Regions from separate parts of the Rattus norvegicus genome. Here region 1 is linked to region 2. The links are chromatin contacts, called in public Hi-C maps. All regions are on one chromosome and are shown on one strand. Each heading gives the region's core, a stretch centred on a gene start, on an enhancer-like site or on the middle of the called end of the contact. The rest is flanking DNA. Distances are from core to core; before and after follow the strand shown. Region 1 holds the start of Cdk6 (cyclin-dependent kinase 6). Region 2 overlaps Cdk6 (cyclin-dependent kinase 6).

What was found. A called contact is a pair of places that touch in the nucleus more often than the background predicts.
Region 1: a contact with region 2 is called in a Hi-C map of the A7r5 cell line, with 1.7 times the contacts expected there. The contact joins the promoter of Cdk6 here to the enhancer-like site in region 2. A contact is called at or near these places in 4 of 12 Hi-C or Micro-C datasets (the A7r5 cell line, the Rat2 cell line, Schwann cells and 1 more).

What each region holds. Positions count from the first base shown.
Region 1 is chr4:31,780,067-31,787,723 of GRCr8, reverse strand. It overlaps Cdk6 (cyclin-dependent kinase 6), which reads left to right and starts at 6,222. Exons shown (of 7, transcript NM_001191861.2): 1 at 6,222-6,454. The coding sequence starts at 6,222.
Region 2 is chr4:31,737,389-31,744,479 of GRCr8, reverse strand. All of the region lies in intron 1 of Cdk6 (cyclin-dependent kinase 6), which reads left to right. Among named protein-coding and RNA genes, the nearest start is that of Cdk6, 41 kb to the left of the region's middle. Within about 2 kb of position 4,284, at least 19 of the 93 cell types and tissues checked have an H3K27ac peak or open chromatin away from gene starts, as enhancers often do. A contact at or near this core is called in the A7r5 cell line, where this site is marked.

The sequences.
Region 1 (7,657 bases), core at 4,973-7,472, 41 kb before region 2:
AGTGGTACCTCTCAAAAAGAAAAAGGAAAACTGGAAGAGACAATTATACAAATTGAATATAGTGCTGTACAAAGAGAATTACAGAGCTGTAGAACCAGGAAAACAGAACCTTCCCAAAGAGAATAATATCTGAGGGTTTTCTTCCTTAAATTTCATAAGCTACTACCTGGTGTTTTTCCCCTCTTTCTGGCAAATATGAAAATCTTTCCAAGTTAAGCTGCTCAAATGCAATGCACTGGATCAAATGTTACAATAAAAAGAGAAAAATTCTGACAATTTCCACATCAACTGGAATGTATTTAGTTAATAGCTTGAATTTTAAAATCATTTCAGTTTCAGAATTTCTCAAAATTTAAAAAGTTGGTAAAAGAAATGATTCTTCTTAAAATATTCAGCAAACTTTCAATTTTACATCTGAAGGGAAACTTAAGAAAATTTCTTAGAAATGTCCTAGGCAGGAAGAAGAATGCATTAAAATGTGTTGTATTACATTGTTTCTAACAAAAAGTAATTTCCTGGTAATAATTTAATAAAAATAGATAACCTTCACACATGTATATGAATTGAGTTAAAAAAGTAAAGTAACCCATTCCAAAGTTATTAAACCAGACATGCTGTTATCAAAATAGCAAATAGGTGAATTTTACAGACAAAAATACATTTATATAGAGCTTCAATTAAAATAATTGTAAAATGAATCACAAGACCACATTTCCAAGTTTCTGAAAAGATAATTTACAACTCTGAAGTCTGTTACAAACCAGAGATTACTTAAAATCACACACTCCATTCCTTCTATTTTTTTAAAAAAATTATTAATTTCCTTAACAAGTTTAAAATTGTACATTAGAACTTTATAAGTTTTAATCTTTATTCAAGGGAAAACAAAAAGTTACGAGTGTGACATAAAATTCTTCCCACATGACATATATCCCTTATGTAATACTAAACTCCCAGTTTAGAGATAAATCCATAAATTCTAATTTTTAAAAACCCACAAAGATGATTTTGATTTGCAACTGTGGACTATGACAGGCAGTATAAAAACATGGGGTCCAGCCATGAGTCTTGAAGGCTGTGTTTTCATGTGGAGGACACTCTTCAATAAAGGAGTCGAACTTTGGTTCGCAGTTTGTAAACTTTGCACAAATTTTGTTATGATAGGCTGCTACCCGCAGAGGAAGTTATCCATAAACAAAACAACCTTGTAGTCTATGATTTTAATGCAAGCCATTGTAACTCTTCTTTGGGTCTGAATTTTTAATCAGCTGGTACTTAATGTGAACCATAACCAGGGAAAGTGCATAATGCTAAATTAACATAAAACATAAGTTATAGCAGAAGAAAAAAAGAGGACACCAAGAGAGTTGAAATCTGGTATAGTTAGTGTCATTGGTTGGGGTTTTTTTTTTACATTGCCCAAGAGATCTTGCAATCTAAACCACGACATTTCTAATCTAGTTGGTAACAGTTGTTTTCTAACACCATAATTAAAAATACTACACGGTGTAGAATAAACACTTCTGTTAAAAGGTATTTACCACTTATTATTTTTTGAATAAATTATTTACTTAAATAAATGTGACACCACGTGCTTATTCCTACAGCTATTTATTGACTATTATTTTTAGATAAGCAAATACATTGTTTTAAAAAGCATTGATAAGTGTAAACAGTCATCAAAATGGGGGGCTTTCACTGTATCTTTAGCCAAGAGCCTAGTGATTGGGAGTGATACTTTTATAAATATAAAATCTAATAATTTGCTTTGTGTATATGAAATGTCTGAAACCATTAGACAAAATTTGCTGGGTTTTATTTTAGAAGATGTACTCAAACACAAAATGTGCTTTATAAGTTTAGAGGCATATCATTATCCATTTTTATTATTTAAAAAGACACTACAATGCATCTGTAAAAAAAAACTGTAAAAAAAAAGTTTTCTATAGTAACTTTTATCCCTTTAACCTTGCTTCACATTGTAACAGAAGCAATTTTTAAAAGGAAAAAAATCTATCGTGAAATTAGTAACATGGTCTAATAAAATACAAAACATTCTTACAAGCAATATTTCCAATTTAAACAGAATTTTGTTGACTTTTCTACAAAGTGCAGAAATTCCCTCTCCTGTGCTTTCTCTCTCTTGCTTTAAATTGTTTAAAAGTTTCAAATTCTACAGATACAGATTTGGGGAAACATCGAATTATTTTCAAAGACAGCTATTTTCCTTTACTCCTTGTAGAAAGTCTTGACCTTTCTTCCCCTTCTCCAAAAATCTCAATTCTCACCTGAAGTAACTGCATCCAACTTTTCCTCTGGTAAAAGAGACAGTCTTATAAAATTTCAAATTTCAAAATCCCCAATAAAAGCACTTAAGTTAAGCACTCTTCTTTAAGTGTGTCCATTACTTTGCAGTATATATATATTTGCATATATATATATATATATATATATATATATATATGTCTATACAGAAATCGAATCTTTTTAGCTCTCCAGAAATACCTTGGTGAGCCCTCAACAGTTTCTAACCACTTAATAATTTTGACCCTGCCAGCCCCTTCAAATAGATCGTTAACCACAAGAGTCCTTGGCAATTCCCAAACCATAGCCTCTGTCCAAAAGGAAAAGATAGGGCTTTGTGAGGCGGAAAGGAAGTGAGAGAAAACAAAACAAATGTAGCTGAAGCTGAAAGTGAAAAGTGCTTGGACGGATTGGTATTTTCTTTTCTGCACGGCATCCTGCCAATCTTCTTCCCCCACACCCCACTCCTTAATAAGGTCCGATTTTTGCGTGTAGGAAAATGTTATCTACCACGCAACGACCCCCCATAATTGCTGTTGTTTTGTTTTGACCCGTCTTCATCCTACTAATACCCTCCCCCCCCCCGCCTCACCCTGTCAACACCCCAACTCTGGGAGACCTTAGGTGTAGAAACCCTGCGGACCCCCGACGCCGCATCCCACCCGATCACTTTCACGCGACTTATTTTCAGTCGCGAGATTCCCCCACTAGAGAGGTTTCAGTGAGAACCGGAAATTTTCATTTAACTCTCCCCCGCCCTCCGGGCCCCCCGTTCTGAGCCGATCGCTGGGGAGCAGCACAGCCCGGGCCGGGCCTGGCTCGCTTGCTCCGGAAGGCTTTAATTTGCACACTCGCCTCCGGGTAGGTCTCGGGCCCCGAGGCTCGCAGATCCCCGCCCAGCCGCGCAGCCTCCTCTACTCGGGCCCCCAGCCCAGGCTAGAGCCCCGAGGGCCCCCGAGCCTCCTTGGACGCCCCGCGGGCGGCGCCCTCCTCCGTCCCTCCGCCCTCCGCCGCTGTGCCCACCCCCTGCCCGCAGAGCGCCTCTCGCCTGGGCCGCAGTAGTCAGTTACCTGCTCCACGGGGCGAACACGTGCGGGGGCCGACAGACATTCCAGCTTCACAAGAGGCCGGCGCCCCTGGACCGCAGGTAAGGGGCCACGGGCTCTCGTGGGTGGGCTGAGGGACGGGGGGGGTCCCCGGCGAGGATCGGGGTGGGTGAGGGTAACGGGGTGTAGGGGGCTGTGTGGCCCCTCGGGATCCGCTGGCGTTAACCCCTTAGTTGAGACTGGTTAAGTTATGGGGGCCAGCTGGGGGAAGCTAGAGGTCTCGAGAGGAACCTTCCACACCGAGGACACCCCGACCCCAGGGTCCTATGCCAGCTTGAACAGATTGGTGCGCAAAATAGCCACACGTTCACTTCTCATCGAGCTTCCCCAAACTGACTCTACTTGGACAGTCACATTTAAAGTTGAACATGCACCGTCTGGGTGGGATTCCGTGCTGGAGAATGTGTTTCCGCGCCCCCATGTTTATTTCCCCTGTGCAAGTTCCCTCTGCAGCCTCCCGAGGGGTGTGGGTATGGGCCCCATCTTCCCCACTAAGGAGTAAAACGTTCGCCCAGCCTTCCTGCTGGCGACCCCTCGGGCGCGTTATGCACGGAGGAGTGCACGGAGCCCACCGGGGTTGAAGCCCCGCAAGCATGCACTCTTGCTTCACGCCCCAAGTTTGCTTTTCTTATTTAAAGCTTTGCAGTTCAAATGCACACCCTGGGCAAGAGCAGCCCGGGGCTCGGCGGCGCACTCGTCCCCGTGCACGTGGGCGTATCTGCGCGGGCGCATCTGCGTTTGCGCACACGCGCGGGTCGCGGTCCCGCGGGCGGCCTCCCCTCGCTGCGCTGGTGGCGACCCTTGCGGCGTTTGGCAAGGCTTCGGGAGAGGCTCATGAAGGATTTCATTGAGTGCGAAGACAGAGCAGAGACAGAAAGCAGAAGGAGGCGGCTGCAGCCTTTGTAGTCGCGGAGGAATGCGGAAATGTTGAAGCACTATGTCAAACTTTTTTGAAATGGGGTCAAGTCACATTCAGCCAGCGTGGGAAAGCAACAACAACAACAAAAAAGTGGAGGAGGGGAGGGGGCTAGGCACCGCCTCTCGGGTCCGGGGGGTGCAGGCCCGCGGGGGTGGGACGGCTGCCGCCTCCCGGAACCTGGGCTGGACACCACCAGAGGGGGAGGGCGGGCGCCAAGGCCGCTGCTCCCGCTACCTGTGTGGCCCTCGACCTGGCTCGGACCCCCGGGCGAGGGCTGGGGGGTCCTTTCCACAGCTTTTTAGGAAAGCTCTCAAAGGAGCCGAGAGAGACTCTGCCTTGGCCGCGCGGTGCTACGCGGGCACCCAGGGGGGGGGGGGGGGTCGCGCCATGTGTTCTTTAATTCCAGGCAGAAGAGCGAGCGGGGGAGGAGGGGTGCGGGGCAGGTAAACGCCTGTGGACCGTTCCGGACACGCGGCTGCGGTGACCAAGGTCCAGCCCAGACTAAGGCCTCCGTGGGATGGGAAGGCTTACTGGGTCATCCCTAAACAACTGAACGGGGAAGGGGCGCCTGACTACGCGTGGGACCTGGCCTCCAGACTTTGGGGAACCGAACGACCGTCTCGGCTACCGACCTCCAGCCGTCCCGGAATATCGGGCAGAGGTTCGGTGGTCGTGACACAAGGGCAGTCTCCTCTCACACCCCGGAGACCTACGTTTACTACCCTTCACCCCCACCGTCGTAAGGGCGGTTGCTTTTGCACGGGTTGAAAACTTTAGGACCAGCCCGGTTTAGCTAGCTAAATCCCGAAGTTACTTTTTCCGTACAGGACGAGCCTTCCCCACACCCTTGGGATTAGTGTGTGTGTGGGGGGGAAGCACTTCTCCCCTTCCAGGGCCCCTCGCTCTCCCATCTCTAGTAGCCCCAGCCCTCCTCTACCAGATGGTCTGTCCTCCCAGAGTTTCCACCAGGGAGGTCCTCCGAGTCGGAGGCAGAATTTCGTCTCCCACTAAGCTTGCCATACCCCCAAAGACCATTTGTGTGAGCGAGTCCCTTTTAAATGTCTCTCGGTAGAAAAACTGAAAGTAGAAAGAAAGGAAGCAATTTCCGAGCAGATGTCTGACCACCCCTACTCGCATACTCCCAGCATCGGGTTACAGGGTCCTGGGAGCCCCAACCCGGTTCTGCTGCCCCACATGGGTGAACCCCTGGTGCATTCACGCCAGCTTCTGAACTCCCCCAGGACGCCCCGTTCCCCGCACGTCCAGGCCCCCGGAGTCAGAGAGGGCAGCTGAGAACAACGGTATAGGTATAAATATTGAGCCGTGACATTGACGCGCCCGCCGCTTCCCCTCCCCCGCGCTCCCGGCACACTCTGGGTTGCTCGGCACGCCCCCTCTCGTCCCGCTGCCTCCCGCGCGGCGCTCATCCCCGAGGGGCCGGAGCAACCTCTCCTCGCGAAGACTGCACGAGCCCTGCTGGGGAAGAAAAAGTAACTTGGTTTTTCTCGGAGAAACCCGGCCGGATTAGGCAGCTGGGGCGAATAGAGGGGAGGAGGAGGGGAGCTGGTGGAACCCGGTGAAGTCTCCCAAGCAGCCTGATCACACTTTCTCCTTGTCCTCCCGTCTCCTCCTCCTAGGTGCAGAGATTGTGGGCAGACTATGTAATCGCTGCGGAGGGGGAAGAGGAGGGATCGGCGCTCTCCTGCGGCCGCAGCGCGGCGACTCGGCTAGGCGGAGTTTCGCGGCGGCTGCGCCCGGCTTGAGCCCGCGGGCAAAGAGGTCGGTCCGTCCAGCCCGGCGGCCGCGAGTCCGACTCCGGGCGTCCCGGAGGCGTATAAGGCAACCAGTGAGCACCCGGTTCCACTGTGCCGCGCCGGCAGCCTCCAGCCAGCATGGAGAAGGACAGCCTGAGTCGCGCCGACCAGCAGTATGAGTGCGTGGCGGAGATCGGGGAAGGCGCCTACGGGAAGGTGTTCAAGGCCCGCGACCTGAAGAACGGCGGCCGCTTCGTGGCTCTGAAGCGCGTGCGAGTGCAGACCGGAGAGGAGGGCATGCCGCTCTCCACCATCCGCGAGGTGGCGGTGCTGAGGCACCTGGAGACCTTTGAGCACCCCAACGTGGTCAGGTGAGCCTAGAGCCCTGGCTATCCGGTCCGGGAAGGTGCTGGGCAAGGGGCGGCTGGTGACCCAACTAGAGTAAGAGTTGAGTTTCCCCAGATAAAACCGATGACCTTGCTGGACAGGGCAGAAAAGGAGACCTGCGGTGAATTCCCAACAGCCAAGCAATTCTGACGAGCTTTCACTCTGCTTGCCTCAAGGGATCCGGGGGCGTTGGGTGTCTTTTAGGGACAAAACCCAACAACCCCCAGAAACGCCCCTCCAGCCCTTATTTAACTTTTCCCGTTCGTGGGGGAGTTTTTGAGAGACAGAGTGAGGTAGTTATCCAGCTTGTGATAAAGGGTGGAGCATAATGTAAATAAAATTTAAGAAAATGCAGAAATGTGTAAGAATGTGTTTGCCAATCACACCCACATTGGTGGCATATATATATATATATATATATATATATATATATATATATATATATATATATATATATATAGTTGTAGAATGACTTCTGATGGTCTTAGAAGTTCAGAAGTTTCTACTCTGATGCCTAGTGTTAAACATTGTTTGAAAAATGTCTTTCGAGGCTGGGTACTAGGAACACTGAATCAGGAAGATCCAGAGTTCGAAGCCAGCCTGAGCTACAAAAGACCCTATTTGAGAAAAGAGAGGGAGGGAGGGTGGGGAGGCGGGCACTTGCTTCTCAAACCGCTACCTGATTGTCTGTATCATTTAGTATCTGTGGACTGGTATGTTCTGACTTAGACTGCCTCTCTTGGGGGTTAGATGTGAGTCTGCGCTTTAGATTTTAAGACCTGTTTCCCTGGAAAAGTTGTGCAGGTGGGTGAGGAAGCATTCTTAACCAACTCTCCTGCGATTGAAGATAATGGTGTTTTCTAGAAGATGCTGGGATTTCCCCCACTGTGCCTTTTATCCTTCTCTCTTTTTAAGCAGTTGCATTGCTGGAAGTTAAAAGGGAAAGCACAGACCTTTCCATAAATTTTCCATAAAATTAGAGTTTACCATTCGCAGCTCTTCTTTTCGTCTGGGATTCCTTACAACCAATATGTGCCTACTGTATGCCCTGGGGATGAAATTATGTAAATAAGCACAGCTAAATATTTTTGTAGAAAGTCAAACAATGTAGCATTAGTCATCCAAAAGGAGTGACCAAGACTGACCTTTGAAATACCAAGCCTTCCACAGACTCAGAGACCACAGCA
Region 2 (7,091 bases), core at 3,035-5,534:
TTCTGTACCTGGGTTCTGGATAACTAAAAGACGAACATCGTTGACCACTCTCGCTGTTTCCAGTTCTGACAGACGTTGAGTTTGCTCCCTTGTCTTTTTTAGAGTTTCTCTGTGTTGGGTAGAATATTGAACATTATAAATCATCATTGATTAAGGAATGGAAAGCATGGGTTTTTTCCCCCCTCTGAGAGGAAAATTAAGAACTGGCATTGTTCAGTTTACTGATTTTAAAATTACATCTTCAGGATAAGTGATAAGGATTTTTAATAAATTCAGGATCAGGTTGAAGTCAGTGATGTGAGAAAATACTTTTGCTTTTGATTTTGGTTGTTTAGAAAACAGTTTTTTGTTTTGTTTTGTTTTGTTTTGTTTTTTGAGACCGGGTTTCTCTGTGCAGCCTTGGCTGTCCTGGAACTCACTCTGTAGACCAGGCTAGCTTCGAATGCAAGAAATCCATTTGTCTCTGACTCCCCAATGCTGAGATTAAAGGCGTGCACCACCATGCCCAGTTCAAAAACCATGAGAAATAGAAAATTTAAATATTGAAGGTTTTTTGGGTTTGTTTGTTTTTTGTTTTTTGTAATTTCTATTTTAAAACCTTCTTGCAAAGGTCTTGAGTCCCCAGCACCTACTTAATGGTTCACGTCTGTCTCTAAATCCAGTTCCCCAACTCCCCCCCTTTTTTTTAATTTATTTTTTTATTAGTCATTCCACCCATTTACATCTCAAATGATATCCCACATGCCAGTTACCCCTCCACCAACCCCCATCCCAAATCCGCCCTCCCCTTTGCCTGTATGAGGGTGCTCCCCAACCCACCCACACTCTCCCGCCCCACCTATGCTGGGCCATCAAGCCTCCATGGGACCAAGGGCCTCCCCTCCAGTTGCTGTCAGGCAAGGCCATCCTCTGCTATACGAGGGAGCCATGGATCCCTCCAGGTACACTCCTTGGTTGGTGGTCTGGACTCTGGGAGAACTGGGTGGTCAGACCAGCCTATGTTGTTCTTCCAAGGGGGTTGCAGACCCCCTCCACTCCTCCAGTCCTCCTCCAGCTCCCCCACCAGGTTCCCTGAGGTCACCCTGATGGTTGGCTCCAAATATCCACATCTGCATTGACCAGTTGCTGGCCGGACCTCCTCAGGAACTGCCACACTAGGTTCCTGTCAGCAAGTAAGTACCTCTTGACCATGGCCATAGTGTTGGGCTTGGTGTCTGGAGACATGATGGATCCCCAGGTTGGGCAATCCCTAGTTGGCCCTTCCTACAATCTCTGCTCCATTTTTTTTTGTCCTTGTTCTTCCTTTGGACAGGAACATTTTTGGGTTAAAAACATTGAGATGGGAGGATGTCCCCATCCCTTGACCGGGTGCGGTGCCTGTCTGCTATAAGAGGTCTCTACAGGAGGTCTCTCCCCCTTCTCTGTGCATTTCAGCTAAAGTCATCCCCACTGGGTCCTGGGAGCCTCACGTTTCCCTGGCCATCCCCAGTCCTCATCCCTCCCTGCTACATATTTATGTTCGATTTCCTGACCCTCTGTACCTCTCTCAAAGCTCCAGATCCTGATGCTGCCCCTCTTATTTCCTCCTCTCCTTTCTCCATCACCGGTCCCCCTTTCCCTCCACCTCCTACAATCGTCCTGTTCCCCCCTCAATGCAGGACTGAAGCATCCACACCCTGGTCTTCCTTCCTTACATGCTCCATAAGTTCTGTGGGTTGTATTATGGGCATTGTGAGCTTTTGGGCTAATATTCACTTATGCAATGAGTGTTCTTTTGTGTCTGGGTTACCTCACTCAGGATGATATTTTCTAGTTCCATCCATTTGCCTGCAAATTCCATGAAGTTACTGCTTTTAATGGCTGTGTAGTACACCATTGTGTAAATGTACCACATTTTCTGTATCCATTCCTCTGTTGAGCCATCTGTGTTGTTTCCAGCTTGTGGCTAGTATAAGTAAGGTGAACATAGTGGAGCACGTGTCCTTGCTATATTTTGGAGCATCTTTTGGTTATATGCCCAGGCCAACTCCCTGTTTTGACCTCCGAGGATACCAGGCATGCACATGGTAGTCACACATAAAGGCAAACTAATCATACACATAAAAATAAATAAATCTTCAAAAGTTGTTTTATGCAGTATGCTCTCATAAACAGCATGATGAGGAAATATCAGAAAACAAATAATTCATAATTTTATCACCCAAAGATAACCACTGACAGCAACGTGACTTATCCCATGCTGTTCTGTTTACATATACGGAATCATACGGGACAAACTCTTCCAAGCCTGCAGGACATCATGAAAGCCTTCTGTGCCCAGTAAATGTAGATCTGTATCATGAGAGCCACATTGTGTGTGGGGGTAGGGTGGGGAGCAGAAGACACACACACACAAAGATCCTTACCAGTTTGCATTCCTGAGTAATGGGGGACATTTTCAAAACACTTTGCAGATGATGTATGGTTTTATCATTAGAGCAAAATAAATCATGTGATCTCTCACATTGATGTGAGCCCATGCTGGACAACTTTGAAAATCACATCACTGATTTGCTTTTCTTAGTGTTACTAGATTTTTTTTTTGTTTATTTCTTTTATGTTACAACTTAATGGTCTTTTGTGATTCCTTAAAAGGAAGGGACTTGCAGGGTTGCTTTATTGGATGAGAACCTGATCGTAAGTACCTGAGCGGGTTGGCGCTGGCTGGAATAAAGTGACTAAGAAGTGAATAAGTGAATAAGAGTTCTAAGGGTGTGGTACTGAGGAGTTTTGACGTACGGCATAGGTCAGACTTGTTTCTTCTCCTAAGACTGTGCAGACAGTCTTCACCACACGTGGCTTCCTAGTTTTGGCTGCTTTGTCGTTTTTCCTCAAGAGAGGCCCAAGCTGGAAGAGGGGGCTTTTACAGGTCAGAAATGGAACGAGAACTGAATGTTGACAGTTGTCCAGAATGTTCCGCACTGTATGTGACTCAAGCCAAAGCCGTTCACTTTTAAAAATACCTCTTAACTCTTCTATTCTTGGAATCAGAGCATCTTTTTCAAGCCCTTTTTGGTGAATTGCTGTGTGTCATTTTTCTAACCAGTCAAAGAAGGAGCACAAGAGAGCAAGAGATCAGTACTCTTTAGCTTTTCAATTTTCTGTGTGTGTGTGTGTGTGTGTGTGTGTGTGTGTGTGGTATGTTGTGTATGAGTGCCTAGTGTGTTGTGCCTTGTGTGTATTGTATTGTATACGTGGTGTGTATGTGGTATGTTATGTATATGTGTCTGGTGTGTGTGTGACATGTGTTTTGTGTGTGTGTTTTGATTGTATGATGTGTGGGTCATGTGTCTTTGTGTGTGTATAATGTATGTGAGGTGTGTGTGTGTCTGGTGTGTTGTATCTGATGGGTATGTGGTGTGTGTGTGTGGGTGTCTGGTGTGTGTGTTGTGTCTGATGTGTACGTTTGGTGTATGTATGATGTATGTGTAGTGTGTGTATGTGGTGTGTGTGTGTGTGTGTGGTGTGTGATGTGTTGGGAGAGTCTGTGTATTTGGTCTGGTGTGTGTGTGTTGCATCTGGTGTGTATATGTGGTGTGTGTGTGTGTGTGTGTGTGTGTGTGTCTGTGTATATGGTATGTGTGTGTGGTGTGTGTATGCTGTATGTGAGGTGTGTAAGTATCTATGTGTATGGTGTGTGTGTGTGTGTGTGTGTGTGTCTGGTGTGTGTCTGGTGTGTTGTGTCTGTGTATATGGTATGTTTGTGTGGTGTGTGTATGCTGTATGTGAGGTGTGTAAGTATCTATGTGTATGGTGTGTGTGTGTGTCTGGTGTGTGTCTAGTGTGTTGTGTCTGATGTTTATGTGGTGTTGGGGGGATCTGGTGTGTGTGTTATGTCTGCTGTGTGTGTGTAGACAGCAGGGGTGGTATGCACAGTGAGATCTGCATTATTGACCCCTGCTTTTCCTGCAACAGAGCAGAAGTTTAAGTCTGCTCCCATCACTGCACTCTGTCCCAATGCTTTAAGAAAAGTACAAAGCCTTTTTTCTCTGCTGCTCTTTTCCTCCTATTTGTTTTGACTTGTTTCAAACATCTTTATTAAGATACAGTATGAACACCATATGAAATTCACCTGTGCGAGTATGTAGTTTAGTGATCATTCCAGTGCATTTACCGTGGTTGTGCAACTCTCCCCATGACCTAAATTTAGAACGTTTTCATCACCCTCGCAAGAAACCAAGTAGACATAAGCATCTGTTCCTTTTCTTCCACCAACCCCTGTGCTCCAATCCTTGGCAACTAATTGTTCAGTCTGTTTTTGACTCTGTGGTTCAGCCCATTTCTCTACACTCCATATAAATGAATCATGCCACCTTCAAGACTGAATTCTTCCATTTAGCAGAATTTTTTGAGGTTTATCCAGCATAGTATGGGTCCATATTTCTTTTTATTACCAACTAAGATTCCATGCATGGGTGTGCTGCATTTCTTTCTCCATTAGCTGACAGATGGGTATTTCCCCTGGTTTTGCCTTTTGGCGCTTAGGAATAGTGGTGCAAATCAAAAACCAGAACCCTCTCGCAGAGTTGCTGTGCGAACCTTAAGATGTCAGATATGTAGAAGTTAGCGAGTCAGAAACAGACACGTAAGAATTTCATGATGAATGCAGTGTGGCAGGTCTGGCCCTCTGGGGTCGGCATCCATCACAGAGGCTGCTTGCCCAGCGCTCTAGGCACCTTCTCTTCTGCTTTGCTCCTGACCTTCTCCAGAGCTATCATTTTGAAACCATCTGTTCAGTAGCCGTTTCCTGAGTACTCACTGCGTGTCAGATGCGGCACTGAACGCGGTGGAAACTGTGAAAGGATGGATGCTTCCAGTTCAAAGCTGCTTTTGAAGTTAGCTGCTGGTACTCCGACTCGCTTGGGTCCCCTCCCACCGTGGGATTGCCGGTTCTAGATTTTGACTCAGATGCTTCGTGTGGTTGAAGTTAACTGTCATGTAAAGAGACTTGTGTGAGCTAAAACGTTGGCCGTGTCTGATAGAGACTGCAAGCCATCAGAAGGTGGGCATTGGCTGTAGCTGTGGTTGGTGAATTATTCTTTATTCAAATCTAGACCCAAGGAGTCTGCAGCTGGCAGGCAGGTGTCTTCCTTTGGTAGAGCCGGCTTTATGGTCCTTTTGAATTTTCAAAATGGTTAGGCATCAGTTTTGGACTGAGCAAAACTTATCAACTCCTCATTGCTTAGTTGCTCCTCTCTCTCTCTCTCTCTCTCTCTCTCTCTCTCTCTCTCTCTCTCTCTCTCTCTCTTGGACATAAAGATTCATAGGATAACTCAGAGCTTACTTCTGTCCTGTTACTTTTGTCTTCCCAACAAAACAAAAAACAGGGTATTGTTTTTAAATGAGTTTTCTTGTTTCTGCTTTCAAGTATCATTCTCCTTTTCTACCCCCACAAAATAACACGCAGTTAGCTTAACCGAGTGAGGCTCCAACCTCATTTTTTTTATAAAGATTGATTGATTGATTGATTGATTGATTGATTGATTATGAGTACACTGTAGCTGTCTCCAGACACACCAGAAGAGGGCATCAGATCTCATCACAGATGGTTGTGAGCCACCATGTGGTTGCTGGGATTTGAACTCAGGACCTCTGGAAGATGAGCCGCCATCACTCCGGCCTGCCAACCTCATTTCTTTTCTGCCTCTGGCGCAGGCCAGACTTGAAGAGCTGCATTCAGTAATGGGGAAATGCAGCCAGTGCTTGTAGCAGGACGGTAGGACAATTCCTGCATTCCGTGGCTCTCCATTCGTTCAGACGGTTTGTTGGGAATGTGTGCAAAGCAAGAGGAAGGCATCCCAGAACCCTGTCAGCCCACAGCGCCATCCTCAGTAGCGGATTTGTGATGGAAATGTCATACCGGTTGTTATTGGGCCTTTCAGGAATGTTTCCATACACAGAAATTTTACTGTTTGCTTTATTTTCAGTGTTTACTCTAGCACAAGGCACATCTTGTAAACTTGCCCAGTTTAGGAGATTCCCGGTTTGTTGTGAAACTTTTTTTTGTTGTTGTTAAAAAACAAAAACACCCTAACAGAACCACAGTTGCCAGGTGCATGTCAGTAGAAGCTGAAAGTAGATCCCACAACCAGGAGGGCCCTGGAAGGAGGTGAGCTGTGGGCTAGCTGGTAGTGTGCTGGAGGGGAGAGCAGGTGAGAGCGGAGCACAGGAAGGTGACGTCGTGACTCCCCATCAGATTTGCATGAGGGCTTTCCCTCACCTGAGGCTTCCGATAATTTGATGCGCTGATGTATTTCACCTTTTCACCAATCGCTAGTGGGGAAGAGGTTTGTTTAACTGTGGGTTTCCGAGGTGCATGCCCCGGGCATTGGGCTCAACCTTTAATTAATTGAACTGTGTATCTCTATATTACTTTTAAGTCCTCCTGTCTCCCTCATTTCCTTTCCTGTTGTAGGTTCTGTACTCCCGTGAGCGATGAGCGTGGCTGCCTGTCTCTTCTTCCTTTGTCTCCTTTTGCTCTATAAAATGTCTCTGGTTGCATCAGAAACCCCAAATAGGAGTTATTTTCCTGAAACTGCCCCACGTTGGCCCTGATCTCACCGTGTAGCTGGCGGTGCCCTCGGCTTTCTAATGCATCTTCCTGTCCTCGCCTTGTGAGGCGTGTGGTGTATGCCGACATGTTCTGTTTGTCCTGTGCTGAGGCTCACACACGAGGCCTCTCACATGAGCAGCAAGCATTGCGTCCTGCATCCCTGGTCCCTCCCCTGGGAATTCTTTAAAACGTCACAGCAGCTATGCCGCTGTGGATTACTTTTGCCCTGGTGACAAGCTGATGGAGAAAGACGCCTACCACAGGCTGCAGGTAGTCGGGAGTCTTCCCATAAAGTCAGAGAAGTCCAGTATCGGAGAGCGGTGTATCATAAACCTTTTCCACTCCTGGACCCATTCTGCCCAAGAAATGTTCTGCAACCCCAAGTTACATGAGTATATAAAATAGATACAGAAGTGAGACATGTACCAATCATAAGCTGCCCCGAAACGGTTTTCTGAAATATATACAGTTTTACTATTTATTGAAGATGAAACTGAAT